Linked DNA regions of Sus scrofa: regions 1 and 2 are each linked to region 3. Evidence: chromatin contacts called from public HiChIP or PLAC-seq and promoter capture Hi-C data. All regions are on one chromosome and are shown on one strand. The core of a region is the stretch at or near the end of the contact, and the rest is flanking DNA. Distances in the headings are between cores, read along the strand shown.

What was found. Promoter capture Hi-C pulls out the DNA fragments that hold promoters and counts their contacts. HiChIP or PLAC-seq counts read pairs in DNA pulled down with a chosen protein or histone mark.
Region 1: a contact with region 3 is called in a promoter capture Hi-C map of fetal skeletal muscle, with 7 times the contacts expected there. The contact joins the promoter of LOC110261122 here to the promoter of TMEM222 in region 3. A contact is called at or near these places in 2 of 5 promoter capture datasets (fetal liver and fetal skeletal muscle), 6 of 47 Hi-C or Micro-C datasets (brain, embryonic fibroblasts, omental adipose tissue and 3 more) and 2 of 2 datasets of contacts at active chromatin or transcription factors (alveolar macrophages and skeletal muscle).
Region 2: an H3K27ac HiChIP or PLAC-seq map of alveolar macrophages shows a contact between it and region 3. The contact joins the promoter of TRNP1 here to the promoter of TMEM222 in region 3. A contact is called at or near these places in 1 of 5 promoter capture datasets (liver) and 1 of 2 datasets of contacts at active chromatin or transcription factors (alveolar macrophages).

The regions. Positions count from the first base shown.
Region 1 is chr6:84,801,052-84,803,805 of Sscrofa11.1, forward strand. LOC110261122 (ankyrin repeat domain-containing protein 34A-like) reads right to left here and starts at 1,456. Exons shown (of 4, transcript XM_021095643.1): 1 at 1,421-1,456; 2 at 643-740. The coding sequence starts at 1,436.
Region 2 is chr6:84,292,232-84,294,931 of Sscrofa11.1, forward strand. It overlaps TRNP1 (TMF1-regulated nuclear protein 1), which reads left to right and starts at 1,388. Exons shown (of 2, transcript NM_001243828.2): 1 at 1,388-2,400. The coding sequence starts at 1,535. The coding sequence ends at 2,239.
Region 3 is chr6:84,545,468-84,548,167 of Sscrofa11.1, forward strand. TMEM222 (transmembrane protein 222) reads left to right here and starts at 1,427. Exons shown (of 6, transcript XM_003482003.4): 1 at 1,427-1,675. The coding sequence starts at 1,479. It overlaps LOC102165905 (a long non-coding RNA gene), which reads right to left and starts at 1,415. Exons shown (of 2, transcript XR_299851.3): 1 at 1,056-1,415.

The DNA of each region.
Region 1 (2,754 bases), core at 206-2,705, 260 kb after region 3:
ACGCGGCCCAACCCCTCCAGCCCCGGCCGCCCCCAAATCCCTCCTCCACCCCACACCCCCTCCGGGTCATTAGGTCCCCGCCCCTCAACTCCCAGAGCACCAACGGAACCTTGGGATTTGGGGGTTGGAGGGGAGGTGCTCCTCCCTCCGCAGTCTCCCCCTTTCCCAGCGCGGTTCCTAAAATCCAGCCTTGTTCTCCGCTCCCACGGTCCCCCCTTCATTCCCCCCCCCGCCCCATTCTCAGCAAGCTGGAGAGCAAATTGCAGTTTTAAATCCAAAGACGGAGGGAGGGGGAGGAGGAGGGGGCGCGCGGCAGCGCTGGGCGCGCACCTCGCCCCCGAGCCGGGGGAGCCGCGGGGCGGCCAGGAAACCCGAGAACCCCCCCTCCCTGCCCCCCCTTCTCGTCCACCTCCCCCTCCCCCTTCCCGGCGCTGCCTGCCAGGCTTCGAGCCGAGCCCAGCCGAGCCGCGGGCCCCGGTGGAAACAAAGACCGATCGCACCGCGGGCACCGCAGCCACGGGGTCCGGCGGACCGGACCGGGGCACGCAGAGGGGGCGCGGGGCCCCCCCGGTGCGCTGCACAAAAGAGCCCGGCCGGACGGTCCCCAGCGGGGGTCTAGGGTGGGGAGGAGGCGCCACTCACCGGAGTGCTGGTCTGCCGGCTCCGTGGGTCCGAGCCAGGCGAAGGGCTTTGGGGGGCGTCTGTCTTCCGGCGGCGGCGGCGACGCGGGCGCCCGGCTGCTGGGGAGAGGAGTCGTGGAGGAGCCCTGAGCCGCCCGCCGTTGCTGACAGCATGGCTCGCGCCTCGGCTCACATTCTCCGCCGCTAACTCCGCTGGACACGGCCCCCCGCTCCCGCGGCGCCCCCCACCTCGATCACTCCTTCGCTCTCTCTGCGCCCCCCTCGCTCCCCCCACCGTGCACACACTCTCACAGCCCTGGACACCCCCGCCCCCACTCCCCCAATTGCAAACCTGGGAGGGAACGCGCCCCGCGTAGTCCTCCTCCTGCTCCTGCTCCTCTCCTCCGCCCTCCTCCCTCCCGCTCTCTCCGGCTGTCTGTCTGTCTGTCTGACTGTCTCTATCTCTCGCTCCCTCTGCCTTTCTCTGCTCTCAGAGCTGGGTGGGAAAAGGAAATGAGGACAGAAAGCAGACGCTGGCTTTGGGTGGTGGTAGCTGGATTCCCTCTCTCCCTCCCTCCCCCTCCTCCCCTCCCTCCTCCTGCCTTCTGCTCTCTCCGCTGCGAGCGGGGCTGAGCGCAGCCTGGCGGGTGGCTCGCTCTGCCCGCCCGCCCGCCCGCCTGTCTGTCTGTCTGGTCTGCCTCGCTCGCTCGCTCCCTCCCTCCGTCTCTCGCCCTCGCCCTGCCTGCCTGCCTCTCTCCGTCTCCGCCGCCGCCGCCGCTGCCTCTGCGAGCTCGCCTTACCTTCGCCGCTCACCATCCGGAACCCCAGGGGGGAGCGCGCGCGCGGCACGCCGGGACTTGTAGTCCCCGCCTCGGCCGCTCGGCGCGCGAGGCGGGCGGGGCGGCGCCCGCTGCTCCGACGGCGCGGCCGGGACCCCAGAGGGACACAGCGCCTGGGCCCCTCCCGCGGGGGCATGTTCTCTTTTACCAAGGGCTGCTGGTCTTCCTCAATGGTTGGGAACATTTCCCGCGTGCCTCGTCCCCCGCAGGGGCTCTGGCTCGAGCGGAGGTTGCGGGCGGCAGCGAAGGGGCGGGGTCTGCGAATAGAATGAGCGTAGAATGGGGAATCGAGGGATTAGCTAAAGGGCCTGCGACTTTCTGGGGCGTCCCAATTAAATGGGAGGGGAAGAAGAGAGAGGAGAGGGCCAGCTCCCTGAATTTGGGGGCGTTCTTCCTTTCTGAAAAGATTTCCTATTGAGTCAAGCGCAAAGGTTTATGGCGAGAGACCTGCTTCAGAAACCTCAAAGCCCACCAGCATCTCCTCCTCAGTGACATGAACTCAAGTTCTGAGCTCTGGGTTTAGCGCCGCCCACCAAAGCCCAGTCTTTCTGGCAGTCCAAGGGCGGCAAGGGCACAAAAGTCCTGGATGATCCACAGAACACACATACACACACCAATCCACAGAACACACACACACACACACACACACACACACACACGCATGCACACACACACGGGCTTTGCCTCCCTAAATTCGACTGAGTTTTTTCCTTGTGTCAGGAAACAAAATTCAGATTCAACAGTTCAGAGCTCCTGCTGTGCCCAGGGGGCTGGACTCAGCACTTTCACCTACCTCCTCTTCAGGTCACATCTGTTATCCAGCCCCTGGCTCCTGGCCCCCTGCCTGGCCTATCCCCACAGATGGGAATGTGCACTGCCAGGGCCTGGTTACCAAGGGGAAGTAGCTGGACAGCTCAGGAAGAACTGCTGCTGCCATTTATTGCACACGGCAGGGCCCTTGAGTCCTGCAAAGACCTGGCAAAATGGTACTGTTATCATTTCCATTTTAGAGATGAGGGCACTGAAGAAGTGGGAGAGCCCAGCCAGACCAGGGTGTGTTTGATTGCAAAGCCCACTGCTTACCCTCTGGGCCATGGCAGGGAGCTGTGACTCCCCAGGTCTCCATCTGACCTTCTCTCTCAGTGCCTGTGTGTCCTCCTTTGGCACCTCAATTCAACCAATGTTAACTGAGGTGTGCAAGGCTCACAGGGGACAAGGATATGAATAATGCATGGTCACTGTCCTGTCCTCAGTGTCTACCAACACCGGCCCTGACTGGTCCTGTGCTGGTCCCA
Region 2 (2,700 bases), core at 138-2,637, 250 kb before region 3:
CCAATGTGCCCACTAATCCCCTCTTTCCTCACTGAGCCCATCGCATTCACTGAGCCCACGCCCTCAGCCTCCCCTGGGCCTCCACTTCCCGTCATTGAACACCCCCCCATCCCCTCCGAAGTCCTCCTCCCCCTTCACTGAGCTTAATGCCCCCTCAAGCTCCTCTCTGAGCTCCTCTGAGCTACCTCTCAGGAGCCGGGCTGTTGCCCCACAAGTCCCCATCACTCAATCTAAGGCATTTACAAGCACTTAGAGAACACGATGGGGTGTGGGCATGGGGGTGGGGGGGGATGCCTCACCCCCATCAGCCTCCTTTTCAGGCTGGGGCAGTAATCACACTGGCCACACATTTGTCAGGTCCCCCCTGAGCCCAAGATCTGTTGCAGTTCTTCCCAATCAGTTTCAGCTGTTTTTTGGCCCTCCAGCCCCTGCCACCGCCCAACACAGAGACCTCTCAGTTATGATGACACTTTCAAGCACATGGCAGGGCTACGGAGTCTGGGTCAGTGTTTGGAGGTAGTATGGCCGTCACTTCTGCTGTGGGAAAATGGCCAGAACTCAGTACCATCATTTTGCCAGTATGACTAAAGTCCCAGTTAAAGAGGGTACCCTCAGTGACAATGAAAAGATTCGGGTATCTGAGCTCTCAGAGGGCACGAATGGCTGAGTTTGTCCCTGAATGGTCTAGATTCAGACCCCGATCTTGGTAAGGCTCCACTGCACCTTCTGGATCTGTTTCCGCCTCTGTGTAAAAGGTGTAGGGACACCTACTGGGAGGAGCAAACAGGGGCAAGAACATGGAAAGAATTTTGCCCACTGTGCGGTGGGGCTCCTCTAGGGGGCCCACCAAGAGTTGCCAAAGCCACGCAGCAGCAGCCGTTCCGCAAATTAAGGGCCTGCCTGGTGAGTAACCAACCCTGCCATATCCCCACCTCGACACCAGTAGCTCCTCTGTGTTAATCTCTACATCGCCACAGGAAGATTGGAGAACAGGGTCCTGGCGAAGTTTATGGCCCAGGAGACCAGGTAGAGCCTATTCGGCCAAGGGGCAGCGTGCGGTACAGGAAGGTGGACGGTGTAAGGAATCAAAACTCTTGAGTTCTAGTCCAGCTTTCACTGGTACCTGGTGTGCCATCAGGCAAAACTCTCAGCACCAGCTACTATAGCTTTTGGCTCAGGGGCCAGACGAGAGAAGATGCGTTCCCCTTTCCACCCCGATTTTGGGGGAGGTAGATAGGGACTGGCTGCCCTAACGGGGCTGCGTGGAACGAAGGTCCAAGGACCCGAAGGGTTTGAGCTCAGTCCTGACGGGGCGGGGCATGGGAGGCGGGTTCAGGACCTGACAGTCTGACTGGCTGTGCTGCCCTTCGCTCCGCCCCGTGTCCTATAAGACGCACCGGCAGCCGGCGCGGCGCTGGCGCAAGGCTTTGGCTGCATCTTTCTCGCGTGTGCGTCCTCCCCCGGGTCGGGGGACAGCGGGGGACAGCCAGCCAAACCCGAGGATCGACTGTTGTGGGCCGCCAGGGGGCGGGGGATGCCGGGCTGCCGCATCAGCGCCTGCGGCCCGGGGGCCCAGGAAGGGACGGCGGAACCCGGGTCTCCACCGCCGCCGCCCCGGGAGCCCTTGTCGTCCCCTGAGCCCCCACCTTCAACTCCGACCTTGACCCCGACCCCGGCTCAGGCTTCACCGCTGCCCGAGGTGGTCCCGGAGTCGGCGGGCTCAGCGGAGGGGCAGGAGCTACAGCGTTGGCGTCAGGGCGCTAGCGGGGGCGCTGGGGGTACTGGGCCGGCAGGGGGCGCGGGCGGCGGCCCCAGCAAGGTGGCTGCCGCGGCTGCCGGGTCTGGGGGCCGTGCGCTGGAGCTGGCCGAAGCTCGGCGGCGGCTGCTGGAGGTGGAGGGCCGCCGGCGCCTGGTGTCAGAGCTGGAGAGCCGCGTGCTGCAGCTGCACCGCGTCTTCCTGGCCGCCGAGCTACGCCTGGCGCATCGCGCCGAAAGCCTGGGTCGCTTGAGCGGCGGCGTGGCGCAGGCCGAGCTCTACCTGGCAGCGCACGGGTCGCGGCTCAAAAAGGGCTCGCGCCGCGGTCGCCGCGCCCGCCCGCCCGCGCTGCTCGCCTCCGCGCTGGGTCTGGGCGGCTGTGTGCCCTGGGGCGCCGGGCGCCTGCGACGGGGCCACGGCCCCGAGCCTGACTCGCCCTTCCGCCGAAGCCCACCCCGCGGCCCTGCCTCCCCCCAGCGCTAACCTCCGCGCGGGGACCCCTGGCCACCCCGACAGGCAGTCGTCGACTGAAGGATTATGAACGCCGGCTGGACCGACGGCGCCACCCACGCGGACGGACAGACTGGCCGACCACAGGAAGAGAGTTGGGGGGCCGGGGGCCCAGTAAAGGAGGCTGAACTGAGGTGCGGTGCATCCATGGGGTGGAGCGGGGCGGGGCGGGGCAGGGCGGCGCTGCCTTCCAGGCTTCCCTTCCCCGGGGCTTCTGGAGTCTGCTGGGTCCTTAATAAAACTGTCCACTTTCTGTTGCCACCTCTCCCAGACCTCCTGGGGAGTGAGGTGGTAGCACCAAGTCGCCATTATATAGTTGGACAAATTGAGGATACTCAGATAGCAGGAGGGGTTTGCCAGCACACTTTTACCAATTGGAGCCTGCTGCACTGCGCAGCAACCCCCTCCCCCAAACCTCCACCTGCGCTCCCTTT
Region 3 (2,700 bases), core at 177-2,676:
AGAATTATGAATTGACAGTGATGGTAGAGGAATGTCTAAGGTATAGACTTCCTTGGAGCCTATGATCCAGAAAAGATGAGACAGCTATAGTGATTGATTCAAGATGAAATTTATTCATTCAACAAACATATACTGCACACCTAATCTATTCCATACCTGGCCAGATGCTGGTTGTTGCCCTTCAAGGATCACTTACTACACATGGGTCACAGGAGAGGCACAAAGATACTCAAAGAATTTTGAGTGGGTTAGAATCATTTTCTGCGGTGATAATCTGCAAGGCCTTTATAAAACACCCATTCAATCATTCAGTAAATCAGTAAATATCTAGTGGGCATCTGTTCTACACTAGGAACAATGCTAGGTACGGAAATTAAGGACCTTAGAGTTCCATAACAGAAAGACATACCCCTCAAAACGCACTGAAACATTAGGTGCTAAAAACAGGACAGCAGGCTTTCTTTAGAACAACTTTAAGAGAGCGTGATTCAGTGGAAGAAAAACCTTCCCGGAAAGGCATAGCTCAAACCTTCCTAAGTGGATTTGTCCAAATCTCCCTCTAGCCTGATTTTTAGCCACTGCCTTCCTCCCCCCCCCCCATTTTCCCCTTCCTACCCCAGCAGATTCCATTTTCTTTGTCTATCTTGACATTTGTAAAAAAGCCCAAAGAATCCAAGGTTTGAGTCTGGCTTCTTTACATGATAGTGCGCGATCTCAGACAACTGTTTAACTTCCCCGAGCCTCGGTTTTCCCATTTGTACAATGAAAGGATTGGATCACATGGAAGGCTTGTAATTTAATCCTGCCAAGGTGATATTCACACTCCTGCACACTGTGTTCTGCAAGGCCTTTTTTTCTCTGCCCGGCTGCACGCATCCCTCCACCCCATCCCTGAGCCACCTGGCAAACAGCTCAAGTATCTTCAGGCAAATCTTCCCTGTTTCTACACACACGCCACACATTATTTCAGTCTATCCTTCCTTTATCACTACCTCGTGAGAGACTACAGAATGACAAAGGGGAGACAGACTTAGGTTTGAGTCGTGGCCACTTACCTCACCTCTTAAGCGTCAATATATCACTTGTAACCTGGGGAAATACCCAAATTCGCATGTCTAACAGACTGTGGGGATTAAAAACAGTGTATATCAAGGCAAGGCTTGGCGCCTAAGAAGCGCTCAGCAGAGACCGTACCACCCTCTTAGGAGCCCTTAGCGTACTGAATGACAGAGTCCTTGGTGGGTCTCCCGCACTAGACTGAGCGCTGCCTGAGGGCATCCCTTCCGCAGCGGTGCTGTGCCAGCGCAAACACTTCTGGCTGGTCCGCGCAGAAGGAACCAGGGCCAGGCAGGCCGGGCCCAGAGGGACGCGGTTCCAATTCCCGGGGGGAGGCCAAGCCGGGCGGACCGCACCTCCGGGAAGTGACGCCACCGAGCGAGCTGCTCCCGGACGGGGGCCGACCGGAACGGGCGCGCAGCATGGCGGAAGCGGAAGGGAGTTCGCCGCTCCTGTTGCCGCCGCCACCGCCGCCCCCGCCCGGGATGGCGGAAGTGGAGGCGCCGACGGCGGCCGACACGGACAAGAAGCAATTTAGCTGCGCGAGCGGCGGCGCCATGGACGTTGAGCGGAGCCGCTTCCCCTACTGTGTGGTGTGGACGCCCATCCCGGTGCTCACGTGAGTTTCCTCCCGCGTCCGCCCTGGGACCGGGAGAACCGGAGCCCGCGCGACGTCCTCCCGCTGCCCCGGCCCCAACGCACAATAAACCCTTCCTTAGGGTCCGGGGTTCGCCAGAACCCTGCCACCCGCGCAGCGCCAGTTTTGCTGACGGTCACAACCAGCTCCCCTCCCTCATTACACCCGGTCTAATCCGGGAGAAAGACAGTTGTTGACCGCGGAAAAGGTTCTGTGGCTGGGAAGCTCAGGACCTGTGGGCGTACTGATCCGGCCCCTAACCGGGTCTGAGAGAGACATCTTCATTCAACTCACTGGCTTATTCATTCATTAAACAAATGATTGCTGATCACTTCCTATACGCAAGACAACTGCTAGGTCTGGAGGCAAGAGTGGGAGTTTGGTTGGGACCACACCGACTTCTGAGATGCTGTCACTGGAAAGGTTCCCAGAGATCTGGGAGTCCAACCCTTTGTCTCACAAATGAGGCTGGAGATCACACACCATCTCAGTTGCAAAGTGGGTTTAAGTTGCAGGGTGTCTTTGTCAGAAGAGAAGGCAGATGCTCTGGTACTGCTGGCGCCTTTTAGCAAGAACTCCTGGTGGGAGTAGAGGGGGAGCTGGTTTGCCCTTGTGCTTCAGCCTTGACAGCTGGTAATAACCACTCTTCACAGTGCTGGACAGTTGGCCAAGCTCTTTCATGCCCATTTTTCTTGTGTGTGAGTTTCACAGCCACTTTCTAAAGTAGGAATTACATTCTCAGATGATGAAGCTGTACCATTAAATACCCTGATCAGGTTCACATGACAGTAAACAAAGGCATCCCAAACTCAGTTTTCTGACTCCATAAGTTGCTCTTCTTTGACTCCATCCTATCCCCTCTCACCTGATGGGATAGATTTGTCCCTTCTATCCAAAACAGCCAACTTCTCGGAGTTCCCGTCGTGGCGCAGTGGTTGACGAATCCGACTGGGAACCATGAGGTTGCGGGTTCGGTCCCTGCCCTTGCTCGGTGGGTTGACGATCCG